Regions from separate parts of the Ovis aries genome. Here region 2 is linked to region 1. Evidence: chromatin contacts called from public Hi-C data. All regions are on one chromosome and are shown on one strand. Each heading gives the region's core, a stretch centred on a gene start, on an enhancer-like site or on the middle of the called end of the contact. The rest is flanking DNA. Distances are from core to core; before and after follow the strand shown.

Evidence for each region. Hi-C and Micro-C count contacts between places; a contact is called where the count stands out from the background.
Region 2: a contact with region 1 is called in a Hi-C map of liver, with 2.0 times the contacts expected there. The contact joins the enhancer-like site here to the promoter of RYBP in region 1. A contact is called at or near these places in 2 of 16 Hi-C or Micro-C datasets (blood and liver).

The regions. Positions count from the first base shown.
Region 1 is chr19:29,297,847-29,301,112 of ARS-UI_Ramb_v3.0, forward strand. RYBP (RING1 and YY1 binding protein) reads left to right here and starts at 1,706. Exons shown (of 5, transcript XM_027958165.2): 1 at 1,706-1,922; 2 at 2,676-2,801. The coding sequence starts at 1,891.
Region 2 is chr19:29,367,280-29,370,650 of ARS-UI_Ramb_v3.0, forward strand. It overlaps RYBP (RING1 and YY1 binding protein), which reads left to right. Exons shown (of 5, transcript XM_027958165.2): 3 at 2,806-2,982; 4 at 3,077-3,175. Among named protein-coding and RNA genes, the nearest start is that of RYBP, 69 kb to the left of the region's middle. Within about 2 kb of position 1,437, at least 9 of the 54 cell types and tissues checked have an H3K27ac peak or open chromatin away from gene starts, as enhancers often do. A contact at or near this core is called in liver, where this site is marked.

The sequences.
Region 1 (3,266 bases), core at 456-2,955:
CCAGCTACCCTCCCCAGAGGCGGCTACTCCAGCTGGGATTTCTTAATTCCCTTTTTCTCGCTGTACCTTCATGCTAGGGGCAGAGTCCTGGGAGCATGCCAGGCAGACACCAGAGGCCAAGGCTGTGGGCACCCGGCCATGGCTTGTGTACATGCCCCTTGTCTTTCTCTGGCCTCTTTGGCCCTCAGCCCCATCCCTCCCTCCTCCTCTTCCTCCTTTTCTCCCTGAAGGTTGGCCGGGGAGGTTGCTGACCCTGCCTAACAGTGTTGTCCCTCCTGGCCCTCCAGGGTGTGCCTCCCCGGCAAGGACACCGTGTGCTGATCAAGGTTATCACTGACACATTCCCTCCCTCTTACGTTCTCTCTCTTCTGATCCCTGGACTGATCCTAGGACTTCTTGCTCCGTGGGTACTCTGTCTCAGGGAAGTTAGCTTCCCCGGTGTCCTGCCCTGGACAGCTTCCCTTTTATAGGGCAGCCTTGATAACAGCCCATTCTGCGTTTGCATACAAACTGGGGGGAGGGGAGCTATCTCAGTGGAAGCTGAGAGCCCCTCTTATTTTCCCTCCACACCCCTATCCCCACCCCTCAATTTTTAGCAGCATCCTCTGGCCCTGTCCCTACCCCCACCCAGCCAAGCTTTTTATCTTATCATCTGGGTCCTACCTCTACCATGATTCCCCATTGCCTGAGGGCAGAGGGGCCTGAGTCACGTTCAAGTCAACTTGGCAAGCCTTCTTGGAGCAGGCTAAAAGGTAAAGGGTACTACTTGTTCCTGGCCTCCAAGAAGCTTCTAAAGCAGGGGAAATGGTGCACAACCCAGGCCCAGTTATAATAGTTCTCAACCACTACTTTCTATTGGTCCTTTCTAAGTGCCAGGTACTGACCTGCTTGCTTTCGTGCATTAAGTCCCTGAATTTTCCAAACAACCAAAAGAGGAGACGGGCACTGAGGTACAAGGTTTAAACTGCTGGCATGTGGCTGCTGGCATTTGAACAGTAACTTCCCTAGGGAAACGCCCCATTTAGGCTCGGGGGGTGGGGGTGGGGGGTTCAAGCAGAAGCAGAGTGTCGGGCCCTGGGGGACATTTAGTTGTGCCACACCTCTTCCGCACAATTCCCTCCTGCTTCAAGGGCTTGGAAAGGGGCTTCGGGGCGGTCTATCGACTCGAGGCAGGGAATTTACGAGAGGCAGGTACAAAGCTCAGCGTGGCAGAGGAGCAGAAGGGAGCACGGGAACCCGGGCCCAAAGAGGCCCTGCCAGCTCCGGGGGCACTGCAAGCCTCGAGGCGTTGCGAGCGTCGCGGCGGTTGAAAGCCCTAGCGGCTCGCGCAAACTGCGCCCAACTACTTCCCCGGGGCGGCTTTGGGGCCCGGGGCCCTGCGACAGCCCTACGGGGCGGCCGCGCGGGGGCCAAAGCCCAGAGTGGGTACCCGGGCGCGGCCACGTGCGCCCTGCCGGGCTCGCACGCTCCGCCACGCCGGGCCGCGGGGCCACCAGCAGGCACGCGCGCCCCCAGCGCGCACACACTCCGGGGCACGCACACCGACGGCCCGTCCCACGTCCACCACGCCCCGCCCTCCCCCGCGCCCCGCCCCCGCCCTCGCGGCGCCGGCCGCCGCCTTCCCATTGGCCGCCCGGCGAGTGACGCGCGGCGCCCGGCCCCGCCCCTCGTCAGTCACTCGGCGGAGGCGGCGCTGGCGGGGACTAGTCTCGTCCGGAGACTGGCAGCGGCGGCGTCGGCGGCGGCCGGAGCTCGAGCCCCAGCGGCTGAGGGCGGGCGGGCGGGCGCGGGGGAGGGAGGGGGGCCGGTCCGCGACGACTCTCCGGACGGCGTTTCTCCTCCGAGCAGCGCGGGTGTCGGATTTGGGGGGGGCGGGGGTACAGCCCATCCATGACCATGGGCGACAAGAAGAGCCCGACCAGGTACCTGCTCCGAGCCGAGGGGGCGGAAGGGGAGGGAGGGCTGGGGGCGGGCGGGGGCCGGCGACGACTAGGCCCCGGAGCCACCCGGGGCGGGGGGAGGCGCTGCTAAGATGGAGATCCGGGGGCGGGGGGAGGCGGCGGCGGCGGGCGGTGGCGGCGGCGGCGGGAGGCGGTGTCGCTCCCGCTCGGGGCCGGCGGCCGTGCGCGCCGCAGCCATGGCGGCTCCTCCTCAGCCGCCCTCCGCCGCCGCCGCCGCCGCCGCCGCCACTCCTCCCAGACAAAGGGAGATTTAACCAGGTGGGGAGGGAGGGAGGGCGCGAGCATGGGAGGGGAGAGGGAAGGAGCCAGCCCACTCCCCGCCGCCGGCCTCGGGCTGCCCCTGCGCGCCCCCTCCAGATCCGGCCCGCGGCTCCCCTCCCGGCCCCCCCAGCCCCACGCTCAAGTCCACAAGTCCGCCCGCTTCCTGCGCCCGCCGCGGCCCTTCCCGGGGCGCCGCCGCCGCCTACTGTGCGAGGCAGCACAGCCCGGGCCCGGAGGCTGCAGGGTGCCGGTGGGGGCGCCCCATCCCCTCCCCCGGTCCCTCCTCTTGGCCCTGAAAAGGGTGGGTGGGTGGTCGTCTTAGAGAAGTTTCCAGCGCCGGATTCCTGGGAAATTACGACGGCTCACCAGCGCCTGTGTTTTTGCTGTCGCTCCCCCTTTTTCCTGCTCCCTGACTCTTCCCTCCCCTTTCCCCCTCTCCTCACTCTTCTGAAGGCCAAAAAGACAAGCAAAACCTGCCGCAGACGAAGGCTTTTGGGATTGTAGCGTCTGCACCTTCAGAAACAGCGCCGAAGCCTTTAAATGCAGTATCTGCGATGTGAGGAAAGGCACCTCCACCAGGTACTTGAAGATCTCTATTACCTTTTGTTAGAGGACTTTTTTTTTTTTTTTAAATCAAGATTGGGGAGAGGGTTGTGAGCTCTACTTTCTGCCCTCTTTCCAACTTGTTGATTACAGCTTTTTCTGCATTTGCAGGTTGGGGGGGGGTTGTTGTGTGGTTTTGATTGTGTGTAATTTCATGTTGGGTGCAAAGCCTCGTGTTCACTGAGTGATTTATGGGAGAGAATTTTCCCAGGTTTCGTCTTTTTTCAAACAGACGCTGGATTTATTTGACACTTGTATCCATTGGCTTATTGGTATTGGCTCCAAAAGACAGGAAGCAGTACTTTTGCTATGGATTGTAGGACATTGGACCTTTTATTTTTGCCATGTGCAGAATGTTTTTAATTTGCCTATCCTGATTTATTTTTCTCTTCCCTGAGAAATTTGGTGGTGGTTGTACAGTAATGGGGTTGTTGTGCTTTT
Region 2 (3,371 bases), core at 187-2,686, 69 kb after region 1:
TTTCCTGTGGAAATCTCCTCCAGCCGTGCTGACCCCTCTCTGTAGTGGCAGGACCATCTTTACCTCACTGCGACATTTCTCCAAAAAAATCCTGTTGGCCACCTCTAGGTTATTCCGCTGACCTCCTGTCGTCCTTTCACTTTTGCAGTCCCAGTCTCATGTGGCTTGCTCTCCTAAAAGTCAGCAGTGACCTCCTGATCACCAGAGCTTGGGCTTTTTTCTCAGTCCTTATCGTACTTTGTCTTTCTTTGCAGTGTTTGTTTATTCTTCATTCAACCAGGAGGTAATTCTATTGGGTTCCTGGTACTGTGCTGAATGCCTTAGTGACAAAGAAGATTCAGGTGCAGTCGTGCCGTTCAGGAGTGTACATTTGATTGATAGTTACATAGTGGTGTGGGAAGTAGCCTTGTAGAACATCATAGGATGTGCCTGGAGTGAGACAGGCCCCCCATAACAAATTGGGCAGGCCTGGTGGGCGAGCCTAGGGGTTCTTTGGGGCAAGGGTTTGGTGTGCCATTGAGTGTCTGTTGAAGGTGGTCTTGGACTGCTGTCCCGCTGTCCTCTCGTCATTCTGAAGTATACATATGAGCTTAATTGAAATTCTCCATCAAGGTAGCTTTTTGTTATATAGTTAGTTAAACTCTGATTAAGTTGTTTCATCTTGAGTATTGGTTAGTGTAAGACAATTCTATTTTGTTTTTTTACTCTGATTTAAACTGCCTGGTAATCCCTGTAGACAACTGATCTGATCTGTTTGTGTCCCTGGTGAGTACTTGTGAAATGACTTGTAGTGGTGATTATCTTCTCTCTTAAGTATTAACAGATACACTTCCTCTTTAAAGGAGTAGAATAGGCTGCTGCTGCCTTTGTTAAGTAAGTGTCTGACTTTGCGACCCTGTGGATTGTAGTAGCCCACCAGGCTCCTCTGTCCATGGGATTTCCCAGGCAAGAATAGGGAAGTGGATTGCCATCCCCTTCTCCAGAGGATCTTCCTAACCAGGGCGCGAACCCGGGTCTCCTGCATTGCAGACAGATTCTTTACTGTCTGAGCCACCAAGGAAGCAAACCTGTGAAAAAGGAAAGTTCCCTCTCACGGGATAGGGCAGGGCCTTAGCGTGAGCACCTCCTCCCATTGCCTGCTGCACTACGCATCTGTGTTTGAGTCCCTGCCCAGCAGCAGGTGAGGCTGTTGGTGGTTGTGGTCCAGCCTGAGGTGGCTGTGCCTGTGACTGGCTTTCATTGTGTGCCATCCATTGCCAAGGCATGTTTGCTGGAGACCATAGGAGACTTGCCCTGGGATTGATGCTTTGTTCATCGGTTTCCTGCAAAGCCACATGACCGTGGAACCAGCACCGAGACGCTCAGACAAAAGCCAGGGGCTTCCCCTAGCAGGGCCCTTGACGAAGCTGTGGAGTAGGCGGCCGTCCCCTCTTCACCCTGTATTTCTCCTTCGCCACGTCACACCCTCTCCCAAGAGCTGCTTCAGACAGTGTGTCCTGCTCCTAGCAGTTTGTTTTTTTTTTAATGGCATGATTATTTTTAAAAGAAACTTGTTTTTCCTAGGTTTGTTTTTGATTTTTTCCTTCCGTTTCCGTTCCTCTACCACTGGCTCTTTCATGGATGAGCCAGAGCTCATCTGTCCAGTTACTTTTCTTCGGCCAGTGTCTCATTGTGGAGAGCAGAGTGGGATATAGGGTCTGAGGGGGGTTGTTACATGGTGGCCGGCAGTTGCTTCACCTCATTAGTGAGCCTAATTTAGATATATGTGTCCTACCTTGGGCTTCCCTTGGGGCTCAGCTGTTATAAAGAATCCGCCTGCAAAGTGGGAGACCTGGGTTCTATCCTGGGTTGGGAAGAGCCCCTGGAGAAGTGAAAGTCTACCCAGTCCGGTATTCTGGCCTGGAGAATTCCATGGACTGTGTAGTCCATGGGGTCACAAAGAGTTGGACATGACTGAGTGACTTTCACCTTCACACCTTATACTTAGAGAGTTTATTACATTGTAAATGTCGATCTAGATGCTAATGTCTTTGAAAATTAATATTGTGTGCTAAGCTTTCCTTTCTCCTTTTGCCACTTGGGTCTGAATGGTCACGAATTGTGAGAAACATTTGGCACCCTTTAAACTTTGTAAACAATAGTGCTAAAAACCAGTGTCAGTTGGAGACTGGCGCACACATAATGGTTGATGGCACAATGAATGTATCACTTTTCTAAGATGTTTTTTTAATAGTGATTTTCAGTGTTCACCCCTTGGGAGCTTGTATGACCACAGTTGCCTTCTATTGCTCTGTGTTGTTGGTGGTGCCAATCACAGAACTGCAGGGGACCAGACCAAGTCGGAATAATTAGATTGAGGAATGAATGTCACACTTCTAATTTCATTCTCTTTTCAAGGGATTACCAGTGTCCATTTAATAAAATGAGATTAACCCTCTGCAGCAGCAGTATTTGAAAGCTGTCAGTCAGTATAATCTTGACAACTGAAAGAAGTGGTGTTCTCAGCACTCTTAGAAGCAATCGTGTTTTATTGGCTGAAAGTCTTGACTGCACAGGGGTGTGTGTATTTGTTTGAGCGCATGTGTCTATGTCATTAAAGGTATACAGAGTGGATTTGAAAGAGGAAAGGTTTTATGGACTTAACCATACTACCTAGAAATAATAATGTAGAAATAATACCATATAATTTAGTTTGAATTGCCAGATACCAGTAATAAAATACCTAAACATTATGAGACCAAAATTTTAAAATCAAAGAAATATTTATAAAGCAAATAATGAGGCATCTTTTCTTGACTGTTGTAGAAAACCTCGGATCAATTCTCAGCTGGTGGCACAGCAAGTGGCCCAACAGTACGCCACTCCACCACCCCCTAAAAAGGAGAAGAAGGAGAAAGTTGAGAAACAAGACAAAGAGAAACCTGAGAAAGATAAAGAAATTAGTCCTAGTGTTACCAAGAAAAATACCAACAAGAAAACAAAGTAAGTTCTTGAGTGACTCAGTACAGTACTGTGTTATTTTGCAGGCAAATCAAAGATATCTTTTAAATGCCTCTTTTTCTGTCTCCCCATTTAGACCAAAGTCTGATATTCTGAAAGATCCTCCTAGCGAAGTGAACAGTATACAGTCTGCAAATGCTACAACAAAGACCAGTGAAACGAATCACACTTCAAGGTATTTGAAACTAGACTGAAATACATCACTGCCCAGATTCAGCTGCTCATAATCAAGAGTCGAGGATGGTTTTGTGCCTGTGGGTTTATAGGCTAAGGGGTGGGATGAAGAGCTGGGGTGGGACTATTAACTTTCAAAATACATGCACATATATATGAGCTATTTTTTTAATTACTGAGACCAAAACAGGAGAAAG